Linked DNA regions of Mus musculus: regions 2 and 3 are each linked to region 1. A link is a contact called in public HiChIP or PLAC-seq data. All regions are on one chromosome and are shown on one strand. Each heading gives the region's core, a stretch centred on a gene start, on an enhancer-like site or on the middle of the called end of the contact. The rest is flanking DNA. Distances are from core to core; before and after follow the strand shown.

Evidence for each region. HiChIP or PLAC-seq counts read pairs in DNA pulled down with a chosen protein or histone mark.
Region 2: a contact with region 1 is called in an H3K27ac HiChIP or PLAC-seq map of embryonic fibroblasts, with 8 times the contacts expected there. The contact joins two enhancer-like sites. A contact is called at or near these places in 3 of 39 promoter capture datasets (the C10 cell line and liver), 1 of 484 Hi-C or Micro-C datasets (brown adipocytes), 2 of 115 datasets of contacts at active chromatin or transcription factors (embryonic fibroblasts and pancreatic cancer cells) and 1 of 9 other capture datasets (embryonic stem cells).
Region 3: an HNF4G HiChIP or PLAC-seq map of pancreatic cancer cells shows a contact between it and region 1. The contact joins two enhancer-like sites. A contact is called at or near these places in 1 of 39 promoter capture datasets (liver), 2 of 484 Hi-C or Micro-C datasets (bone marrow-derived macrophages and nephron progenitors), 3 of 115 datasets of contacts at active chromatin or transcription factors (embryonic fibroblasts, embryonic stem cells and pancreatic cancer cells) and 1 of 9 other capture datasets (embryonic stem cells).

Annotation. Positions count from the first base shown.
Region 1 is chr6:145,712,092-145,715,380 of GRCm38.p6, forward strand. No RefSeq gene overlaps it. Among named protein-coding and RNA genes, the nearest start is that of Rassf8, 33 kb to the right of the region's middle. Within about 2 kb of position 1,645, at least 82 of the 459 cell types and tissues checked have an H3K27ac peak or open chromatin away from gene starts, as enhancers often do. A contact at or near this core is called in embryonic fibroblasts and pancreatic cancer cells, where this site is marked.
Region 2 is chr6:145,358,791-145,362,079 of GRCm38.p6, forward strand. No RefSeq gene overlaps it. Among named protein-coding and RNA genes, the nearest start is that of Gm38926, 12 kb to the left of the region's middle. Within about 2 kb of position 1,666, at least 46 of the 459 cell types and tissues checked have an H3K27ac peak or open chromatin away from gene starts, as enhancers often do. A contact at or near this core is called in embryonic fibroblasts and pancreatic cancer cells, where this site is marked.
Region 3 is chr6:145,381,359-145,384,647 of GRCm38.p6, forward strand. No RefSeq gene overlaps it. Among named protein-coding and RNA genes, the nearest start is that of Gm38926, 35 kb to the left of the region's middle. Within about 2 kb of position 1,828, at least 11 of the 459 cell types and tissues checked have an H3K27ac peak or open chromatin away from gene starts, as enhancers often do. A contact at or near this core is called in pancreatic cancer cells, where this site is marked.

The DNA of each region.
Region 1 (3,289 bases), core at 395-2,894:
CATCACTGCCACTACCTCCACCTCTGCTTCCTCACCCCTCCATCATCTCCACCACCACCACCACCACCACCACCACCACCGCCACCACCACCACCACCACCACCACCACCACCGATGAGGAAGGGCAGACCACTAGCTGGGCAATTCAATCAAGGGTTGTATCTATGGAAACTGAAAAGCAAACCTCAGCCCTGAATTGTCTCCAGGTTGGGAAGAGCATCAGCCTTTCCCATCTGTATCATTAAAGTCGGCTTCTCTAATTCCATGGATTTATTAACAAATCACCTATGTGCAAATGGCAGATTTGTTGACCGGCACAGTTCACGTTGGCACAGTTTGGTAGAAGGCAGTGCTAAGGCAGCAAGTGTGTCCCCTGAGATGCTTTTATCCTCAGAGTCCCAAATCAGCAGAAGGACTTCCCGTCAGCTTAATAGAGTGTGGTGGTTTGAATATGCTTGGCCCAGGGAGTGGCACTATTTGGAGGTGTGGCCTTGTTGGAGTAGGTGCGGCCTTGTTGGAGGAAGCTTGTCACTGTGGGCATGGGCCTTAAGGCCCTCGTGCTGGCTGCCTGGAAGCCAGTCTTCTCCTATTTGCCTTTGGAACAAGATGTAGACCTCTCAGCTCCTCCTGCACCACACCTGCCTGGGCACTGTTACTCTTGATGGTAATGGACTGAACCTCTGGGCCTGTAAGCCAGCCCCAATTAAATGTTTAATTTATAAGAGTTGCCTTGGCCATGGTATCAGTTCACGGCAGTAAAACCCTAACTAAGACATAGATCTTTAAAATAATTTTCTTTTTAATAATTTAAGTACGTTCTCATTTATGCATTAATGCTGTTGAGGCCACCTCATGCCATTAATTAAAAGGACATTGATTCATGATTCATGAATTTATAGACAGTCGGGTTTTGTGGGATTTTGTTTTGCTTTGTTTTTGTTTTTAAGTGCTTTTTTTTTCATCCCAAGATATATTGTTCTTGAGATAAAAACTGCTGATTCATAATCAGATTGACTCAGAAATTTGTCTAAGCCAGAGAAGGACAGGGGGAAATGGGGACCAGCAGAGGGGGACTTGTTTAAATTTTACGAGGAATAAAGTGTCCCAGAATCAAACCTCAAGGTTGTTTGTAATCAAAAAGGCAGCAAGGATGAATTTGGAAATAACAAAAACACAAAGCCTCGCCTTGCTGACATCTGCCCTCTGTGTGGGGCGGTTCTCAGAGGAGGGAGACTGTCTCTCCCAGGTTTGTCCTGGGAATGTGGTGTTGACTACTAATGACATTTCAGGAATGCACTGTCTGAGGTGACAGAGTGAGACACACCCAAGCCCTGAGGAGGCCTGTGTGGCCTCTTGGTTGTGATAATTGTGTTGTGTTCTGTCTCCTGTGACCTAGCAGTTACAATTGCACCTCACTCTTAACAGGAACAGGCAAACACTGAGCTGAGCTGCGTCTCAGCCTTTGAAACGAGGCTGAACTATCTCTTAGGACAGAGGCTGGGAACACAGGCAATAAAGCTGTCTTTCCTGACAATGCTGCCATGCTACCCGAATTCCTGGATGGGAGCTGACCATCCTGCTGTGAATCCAGCAGGCCTTTCCCCTGGAGTCTAACCCACACATGGAAATAGATCAACCTGTTACCATGGATACCTAAAAACATGGCCAAATGATTAAAATTCTTGTCTAAATCATTGCAGTGTCTGACCCAGTACTCTGGCCTTGGGAAGTGACACCCCAGGGAAGGGGGCACAGCGTCTATAGATCACTGTCCCCTTGTCCACTGGTCCAGCTCTTACTATTTATCTGCCTGGGCCCCATGTCAGGGATCTGAAGCCATGGGTCCTGCTGTCCATACACTGTGGATGCCAATGATCCCACACACACCCCCACCCCGACTCCCATGATGCTTCTCAGCGATAATTACTCTGACTTCTAAGGCCTTATTAATTTCTTTCTTTATCCAGACCAAATGTGAAAAATCTCTTTGACTTTTGTTTTTAGCTTAAGCAAAGTGCTTGCCCCAGAAAATCAATTCAAGATTGAATTTAAATATAAGACTTAATTGGAGCCCTTAGTTTTGTTTAACATTATGGGCCTTGTACACATTGCCAAACATTATTCATTCAACCAGATTTGTCCGTGTTAGTCACCCTGACTAATAGGTACATGAAGGAGAAGTGGTTGAGCTATTCTTGGGGAATGGTGGCCAGGTCACAGTGCTGTGTGGTGGCACTGGCCACACAGAAGGAAATGACACAGATGAACACAGAGATGGTCACCCAGCTGGCAAGGCTTCTAGTGAGAATTAAGTCAGAGGCAGTGCCTGAGGTGAGAGGAAGAGAAGAGGGAGGGTGATACAGTTATGGATGTGGACAGAAGAAAATGTCATCCAAGCAAGGTACTTGGCACACAGGAAAAACTCATAGTTGTTGGCCAAGGCCACAACACTTTGAAAACTACTCCATTTTGATTAAATGGTGACAATTTTCCCAAACCACAGTAATTAGCCCTTCCCGAGGTTGTTTTCCTCCATCCCTCCCCCTGCAGATCCCCACAATGCCTGTCAATCCCCTGACATCTCCTTCCTTACTGCTCAACATTCTTTGGTCACTCCTAGCAATGGCCAGTCTTCAGTCAAAAAGCTTTCTCTTTGACCACGCCTCCTGTCCTTCTGTTCTCCCCCTTCCCCTTCCCCTCATCTCCACCCCATAATAATCCCTGGTCTGTACTCTGGTTTCTCAACCTAGAGACTATCCTTCAGCAGAACTGCTCCGATGAAGCCTGGTCTGCTGTGTGTCTTTTCCTTCAGCCAACTTTTCAGTAATAATATAAGGAACACTTAGATGCACTACTGGTAACAGTGCTCATAAAACATGGCTGCGAATAACATAGATCAATAACGTTTAGTCAGATACATTAAAATTGTTGTACCTAGCCTATGACTAATTGCGTTCCCAGGAATTTTCCCCAAATCAGTGCAAAGTCTACAATAAAGGCACTTGTGTGTCTATGATGTTTCCTGACATTGAAGTGACTCTCAGGATTCATCTCACCTTGCAGTTTGAGAACAGCCATTCTGCTGTGCATGGGACTGCAGGCATTGGGCAGTCATGTGTAGCCAGGAGCCGGTAGCATCTGCCTGCTCACGTCTTGGCAGACCAGGAAGTGAAAAAGACTGGACCCAGAAGCAAGCCTGCACTATAACCTTCAAAATCCAGTGACCCATTCTCCCAGATCTAGGTCTTCCCAGAACAGCAGCCCAGCCGGGAACCAAGTGTTCAAACCC
Region 2 (3,289 bases), core at 416-2,915, 350 kb before region 1:
CCACACAAAGTTGGTGCCAGGAACCAAACTCAGGTCCCCTGGAAGAGCAGCGACCAGTCTTAATGGCGGAACCATCTTTTCAGCCCTAGACCTTTTCTGATCTGGTCACACCATGGTGAGCAAACAAGAAACATGATTCTTGTGTCCCTCTAATCAGGACTTTGGGCTGTAGCTAATGCCTTCCGTGGTTTAGACCTAACTTAGGATCTTGTGATTCATTTAACTGTCATGTCTCTCGAGTCTCCCCTCCTGTGGTTCAACTCTAGCCTTCCTTTCTCTTTGATGACCTTGGCATTTTGGAAAGGACAAGCCAATTATTTTGCAGACTCTCTTTCACTTCGTGTCAGAAGTTTCCTCATGGTTAGATTCAGTTTATGTGTTTTGGCAAAAATGCCTCATAAAGAATGCGTTCTTCTTAGGGTATCGGTCTAGAATGTGAGTGGAACCTGTCTGTCCAAGCACTAAGGACATTCTCTTTGATTGCTAGACGGTGTGTTGCTTAATAACTTTTGCTCCTATAAAGTACAATTTTCAGGAGTTTCTTTAGGGCCAGGGCTTGAAGATGATTCTAGACCAAGGATGTCCCCCTGTAGTGAAAGAGTGTCCAATTCTGTCCAACATGACAGCCAGTGAGTGACACGTTTTGGGCACTTATGACAAAGGGTGCTATTGAAGACATCAAAGGGGGTACAGTCGGAATGTCAGAATGCTCATAAAACAGCCTGTATGTACCAACATCTCCTAAAACAGACAAGTACTGTGCTTTGGATCTTTGGACCAGGGGCTTAGGGCAGAGAACCATGTTCAGAGCTGAAGCCTCAGAGCTCATGGCCCAGCGGTTGCCTGGCGTTAGAGTGGCGCCCGGGAAGCCACCTCCCATCTTTATTTCAGAAGTAGCTGCTCTAGAAGCTCTAGGCAGAGCCAGGGTTAGCGCGACTTCATTCTGTAACCCGGGCTGTAGCCTGTTGTGATGACTGCTTTTTGCGGGGGTGGGGGTCGGGGGAGGGGAGCGTCTGAATCATTCTAAGAAAATGGGGCTTGGTTTGTTCGATGAGTTGGGGCCAGGTGAGATCCTGCAAGAACACTGTGTTGTTCTTGGAAGTGATTAAGGTTGAAGCACAAGTTCGGGGAGAACGATTGTATCCCTCATAAAAGTGGATTCTGTTCGTTTTAAGGTACACAATAGAAGCTGTGGCCCAGACTCGCCCCAAAGGCAGCCTCGAGGGCATTTACACGCACAGATGGGCATGCACTCAGGAGAGCCACTAAGGAAAGCTGACGTTGAAACGCCCACGTCTTAAGCTATCTGCTGTGAACCTCTGCAAAGATTCATTTTTTTTCTTGCCAAATATAGCATTCAGTTACCAAGTGGAATTGTAAAAGTTTACGTTTTCATGAAAATTCCGGTAATGTTTTTTCCCTCCTCCACCAACGTCTTCTCAGTTCACCACTAGAGGGCACTGTTGGCAGTGAGATCAACAGGAAGGAAGCAGAAAATTGTCTAGTGTTTCTTTGTTGTGTGTGTTTTAAATAACTTTAAATTACTTCCTTTCCGTCAGTAAATAAAAACGGAAATTTAAAAGCTACTCTACTTACAGTTTATATGGACTTGTGTTTCCACTCACCTCAGATACATACAAACCTTGAGTGTACTCCATTAACAAAATAAATAAATCATTGTAAAATGTAGTTCCAATTTCTCCCAAATGCTTCCTTTCCCCAGGCACCTCGCACACTCCTGTACATCCTGTTTGGAATGTTTCCCGCACTTGGAAACGCCTTAGTTGGTTTTTTTTTTTTGTTTGTTTGTTTGTTTTGTTTTGTTTTGTTTTAATTTCTGAGCCGGTTAAACAATTTTACTTTCCCAATCACACTTTCCTGTCATTTGCTTCCAGACCCCAGAGCAGCGAGGGATCTTTCTGGTATCTAGCTTAAGCTATTTATTTCCCGTGTACCATATATACATATTCTGCACGCACACACATGCACAGGAAAGCACATTCCATGTCTCCATTTAGAGGTTACAGAGGTGGCAAGCGTGTCTGCATTCTGAGGGCGCATCCAAAGCTGCTGTCTAGCCATAAGCTTCATGCTTTTGAGGAAAACCTCAACGATGACTCCAGGGGCAATCTCTGCCTCCTTTCAGTGAATGCTGGGCCGTGTCACCATCCTTCAGGCTCACACATTAGCCCCGTAGCAGGCTCTAACACAGGCTCACACAGGTTCTGCTTGGATTTAGTTCTAGGAATTGGCCTGAGGACTGGAGGGAGACTGCTGGTTGGTCTATCGGCCACAGGTAGGGAACGACTTCTGTAGAATCTTCCAGAACAGTGGAAGTGCTGGTGCTTACTAGATTTCCTACGTTACTTTCTGTTACTGCGATAGCACCCTGACTAAGTCAACCTGAGGCTGGAGCTGAAGCGGAGGCCATGCAGGAGCGCTGCCACTGGCTGCTCACTGGCTCACATTCAGCTACCTTTCTGACCTGGATGGACTGCCTGCCTAGAGATGGTGCCGCCCACAGTGGGCGGGGCCTTCCTCCAACAACTAGCAATCAAGAAAATGCCCTGCAAACACTCCCACAGGCCAATCTGATGGAGGCGATTTCTCAACTGAAGCTCCCTTCCCCCAGCCTCTCTAAGTTTGTGTCAGGTTGGCAGGTGAAGCTATGACATTAGGTAGGGACACAGAAGCCACAGGAAACTGCAGAGTCAGCATCCATCCAGGCCCCCTCCCCCAATCAGGGCTGTCATTGTCCCTCACACTTGCTCTGCAGCAAACTCACATGGCCCTGGAGTTCTGAGTCCCTTAGATCTCGTGCCCGACTCACAACTCCTCTCGCTGCCTTTCCACTACAGGCAAAATGAGCGCCCTGTGAGTGAGCAGTGGTGTCGTCTGGAACTCCAGCTTTGCAATACACCGCAACAACAGCTCACCACTCACGGTGGTTCAGGGCAAAACTTAGCAGCGGCTGCTTCTGCTACCCCAGGGCATCTTTTCCTGTATGCCCGGATTGCCATCTCTGCCACCACAATCTCCTCCAGTGGATTACTTTCTCAAGTTGCTACTGGACCTGCAACTGTAAAGTCCAAGTTGCCAAGGCCTTCCAGGACTTAGCTGCAGCCTATCTAGTAACCAGGATGCCATTAGCTTCCCCTACACGATGGCACTGGAGCCAATCCCAAGTCTCCACGAGGCTGTGTGTTCCTCCAACCACCTGTTAGCCAGATCCCTCCTCTCAGCTGAGGATGGCAAGATGGCATTAAATAGGCTAATATTTGTATGAGAG
Region 3 (3,289 bases), core at 578-3,077, 330 kb before region 1:
GCCACTGCCACCGCTAAGCTTGAGTAGGACTTGTTCAGGGTGGCTGTTGGTTGGGATCGAAGCGCAGTTAATACTCCAATGTCTGCCCAAAGGAACAGACGAGAAAAGGAGAAGCAGGACAGAGGAGCTCGGGGCTGGATCCCTCCCGTCCCCACAAGGAAAATCTCAATGTGTCGTGGAGACGCTAGAGAGGGCAGGAACTCGTGGTGGCCAGATGGGTTTCACCCAGAACGTGGAACTACTGAGGAAAAACCAAAGATGGGCCAATATCGTTCTGTTAGCAAGACTCCTTGGTCAGGGTCAGGGGCGTCAGCAAGACCTGGGGTTAGGTGAGGGTAGACAGGGGAGGGTTTCCAGAGGCCAGTAAGGCAGACTAGCTGAATTGGTGAGGTCTGGATTTAACTCAAGACCCTGCTTCCAAAGGACAGGGTAGTTATCAAGTGAGGAAGGTCCTCTACCCTGGGGCCTACACACACACAAGGCTCAGTGAAGCAGTAACTGTTTTGAAGTTAAGTTTCACAAGTGTTTTTCCCATGATGATGGCAATGGCTGGCTGTTGATAGTGAGTCTGTTTGGAAGGCAGTGCAGAAGGAAAATGGGAATGAAATAGAGACAACAAAGACCCCTCATCCTCTGCTTTGAGTTTCAGGCTGTTAAGTCGCCATCTTCACCATGTGTGCACTTGGCTGCTGTGAGCCAAAGTGACTAACTGGCAGAGTTCAACTAGAATATACAGAACGGAGCATGCTGGGACGAGAAGGGGGCTGCAGGTTGATCCCCAAGACACTGGCTCCACTGTCTTTTACATTTCCTAGTAATTATATTAGTTGTTGAGAATTATTCTTAAAGTTCTAAGGCTGTCAGCTTAGTCTGATGGGGGAATAAGAATTAATTACAAGAGTTAACACAGTTCTATCCCACCTGAATACTGATGCTTGTGTGGACCCACTATGTATCTAATGATTTGGGCTGCCTCTCTTTCCACTACCACACCAGAACACTGATACTTGTGTGGACCCACTATGTGTCTAATGATTTGGGCTGCCTCTCTTTCCACTACCACACCAGAACATTGATACTTGTGTGGACCCATTGTGTATCTAATGATTTGGGCTGCCTCTCTTTCCTTCGACAGAATGGGTCATATGGCAGATGTTTTGCTGAGGCCACCAAATGATTCTGTAACAAAAGGGTCAGAAACAAGTCTTCCCTCCTACTCTTCCTACGGTGAAGAAACAAGAAATGGTTGTCATCACATTTTCCATGTTCTCAGAACTCCTTATCTCCAGGCCAGAGTGTTCCCAGAGCGTCTCTGCTCCCGGGTGTGGAGCTGGGCGAACATGTTTGCATTGTCCTCATTTAGAGGTACAGATTCAGCAACAGCTGTTGACAATTAATTATCCTTTGTCAACCGCATTCTGAGCTCTGAGTCTGTTCCCAGGTGCTTAGTGATACAGCAGCACACTTGGCCCGTGTTCTCTACGCCTCCCTTGGCATAGTGCCACTACAAGGACAGTGGCATTGTAAGTCACATGACTCCTTCTGATGCCGCCTCCCTCCCTTGGCAAACATAACACTACTACAGCATTCCAAGCAAGGATGGCGTCCTTGTACAATGACCATCACCGGTCTCACTCTGGCCCCTTTCTTCTATGTCTCCCATGTCTGTCTGATTACCATTTCTTTAAGGATTACATACCACACTACAAATGGAAGAAAAGCAACAAAGAAGAAAATGGCCATCAGGAACGTCTGCATGTCGTGAAGGAAGAGTTGATTGGCTGTGACATAGGGTTAGGGGGCAGGAAAACTTATGAGTCAGAGTTTTAGATATTTGAAACCTTGGTTAAAATATATCTTTCCTGACATGCCTGGTCTGAAGGGCTCAGTATGAGTTACAGACCACAGGGACAGCCTGAGTCCCTAATCAACCTTCACGGCACAGTCTGTTTGCAGGAACAATGTTAGGGCATAAAGAGAGTTTACCTCAAACTGGCCAGACAAGTGGGACCAGGGAGAGGGGAAGAAAAAGGGAAGAACTGAGGCAGAGAGGAAGGAATGGAGGGAGGGAGGGAGGAAGGAGAGAAGGAGGGAAGAAGGGAGGAAGATTAAGAGCAACTTTTGGATATTGGATCTGTCTTCTGAAAATTAGAAATTGGGAATTGAAGTTGAAATTGGGAAACGTCAATCTGGAAACTATCTGTACTTTACCGAATGGGAGTTTTCACTTAAAAACCAAACATCTTCTAGGTAGTTTGAAGATTTATTTTCCTGTGTGTGTGTGTAAACGCCTTCATGTGTATATGTGCAGCAAATGCATGCCTGGTGCCTGTAGATGCCAGCAGGGGATGTTGGATCTCCTGGGACTAGAGTCACAGCTGCTTGTGAGCAGCAATGTGGGTGTTGGGAACTGAACCCAGATCTTCTATAAGAGCAAATGCTTGTAACCAGAGACACGTCTCCAGCCCCCTCTTATAAGTACTTTTAAAATGGAAAATTATTAGCATTTTCTGAGTTAGACATTTTTATATTTGGTGATTAGTTTTGTCATTTCGATACACAACCCAAATAACTTGGGCAGTCTCAGTGAGGACCTGTCTACATACGGTTAGCCTGTGGTGTGTGTGTGGGATTAGCTTAACTGATATAGGTAGACCCAGTCCACTGTGGGCAGCAACATTCCCTAGATGAGGGGTCCTGACCTGTGTAAAAGTGGAGAAATCAAGTTGAGTGCAAGGGAGCGAGCAGCATTTGTGAGTTCATTTCTCCCTGCCTAGACTGTGGATATGATGTGACTAATCCCTTTGCTATGGTTTCCTCTCAACAGTGGGCTATAACCTGGAATTAGAAACAAAAGTAAACCCCCTTTTCCCTACCTTGATTTTTCTTTCCCACCAACAGAAATAAAACTAGAACAGGTAAGAGGATCCAACATGAGCAGAGGTTTGTCTCTCTCTCTTTCTTTCTTTCTTTCTTTCTTTCTTTCTTTCTTTCTTTCTTTCTTTCTTTCTTTCTTTCTTTCTTTCTTTCCTTCCTTCCTTCCTTCCTTAGATATTTTCTTTATTTACATTTCAAATGTTATTCCCTTTCCTAGTTTCCCCTCCAAAAAATCTCCTATCCCTTCCCTCCTCCCCCTGCTCCACAACCCACCCACTCCAGCTTCCTGGCTCAGGCATTCCTCTATACTGGGGCATAGAACCTTCACAGGACCATGGGCCTCTTCTCCTCCCCCAACAAGGCCATCCTCTGCTACATATGCAGCTAGAGCCACAAGTCCCTCCGTGTTTTT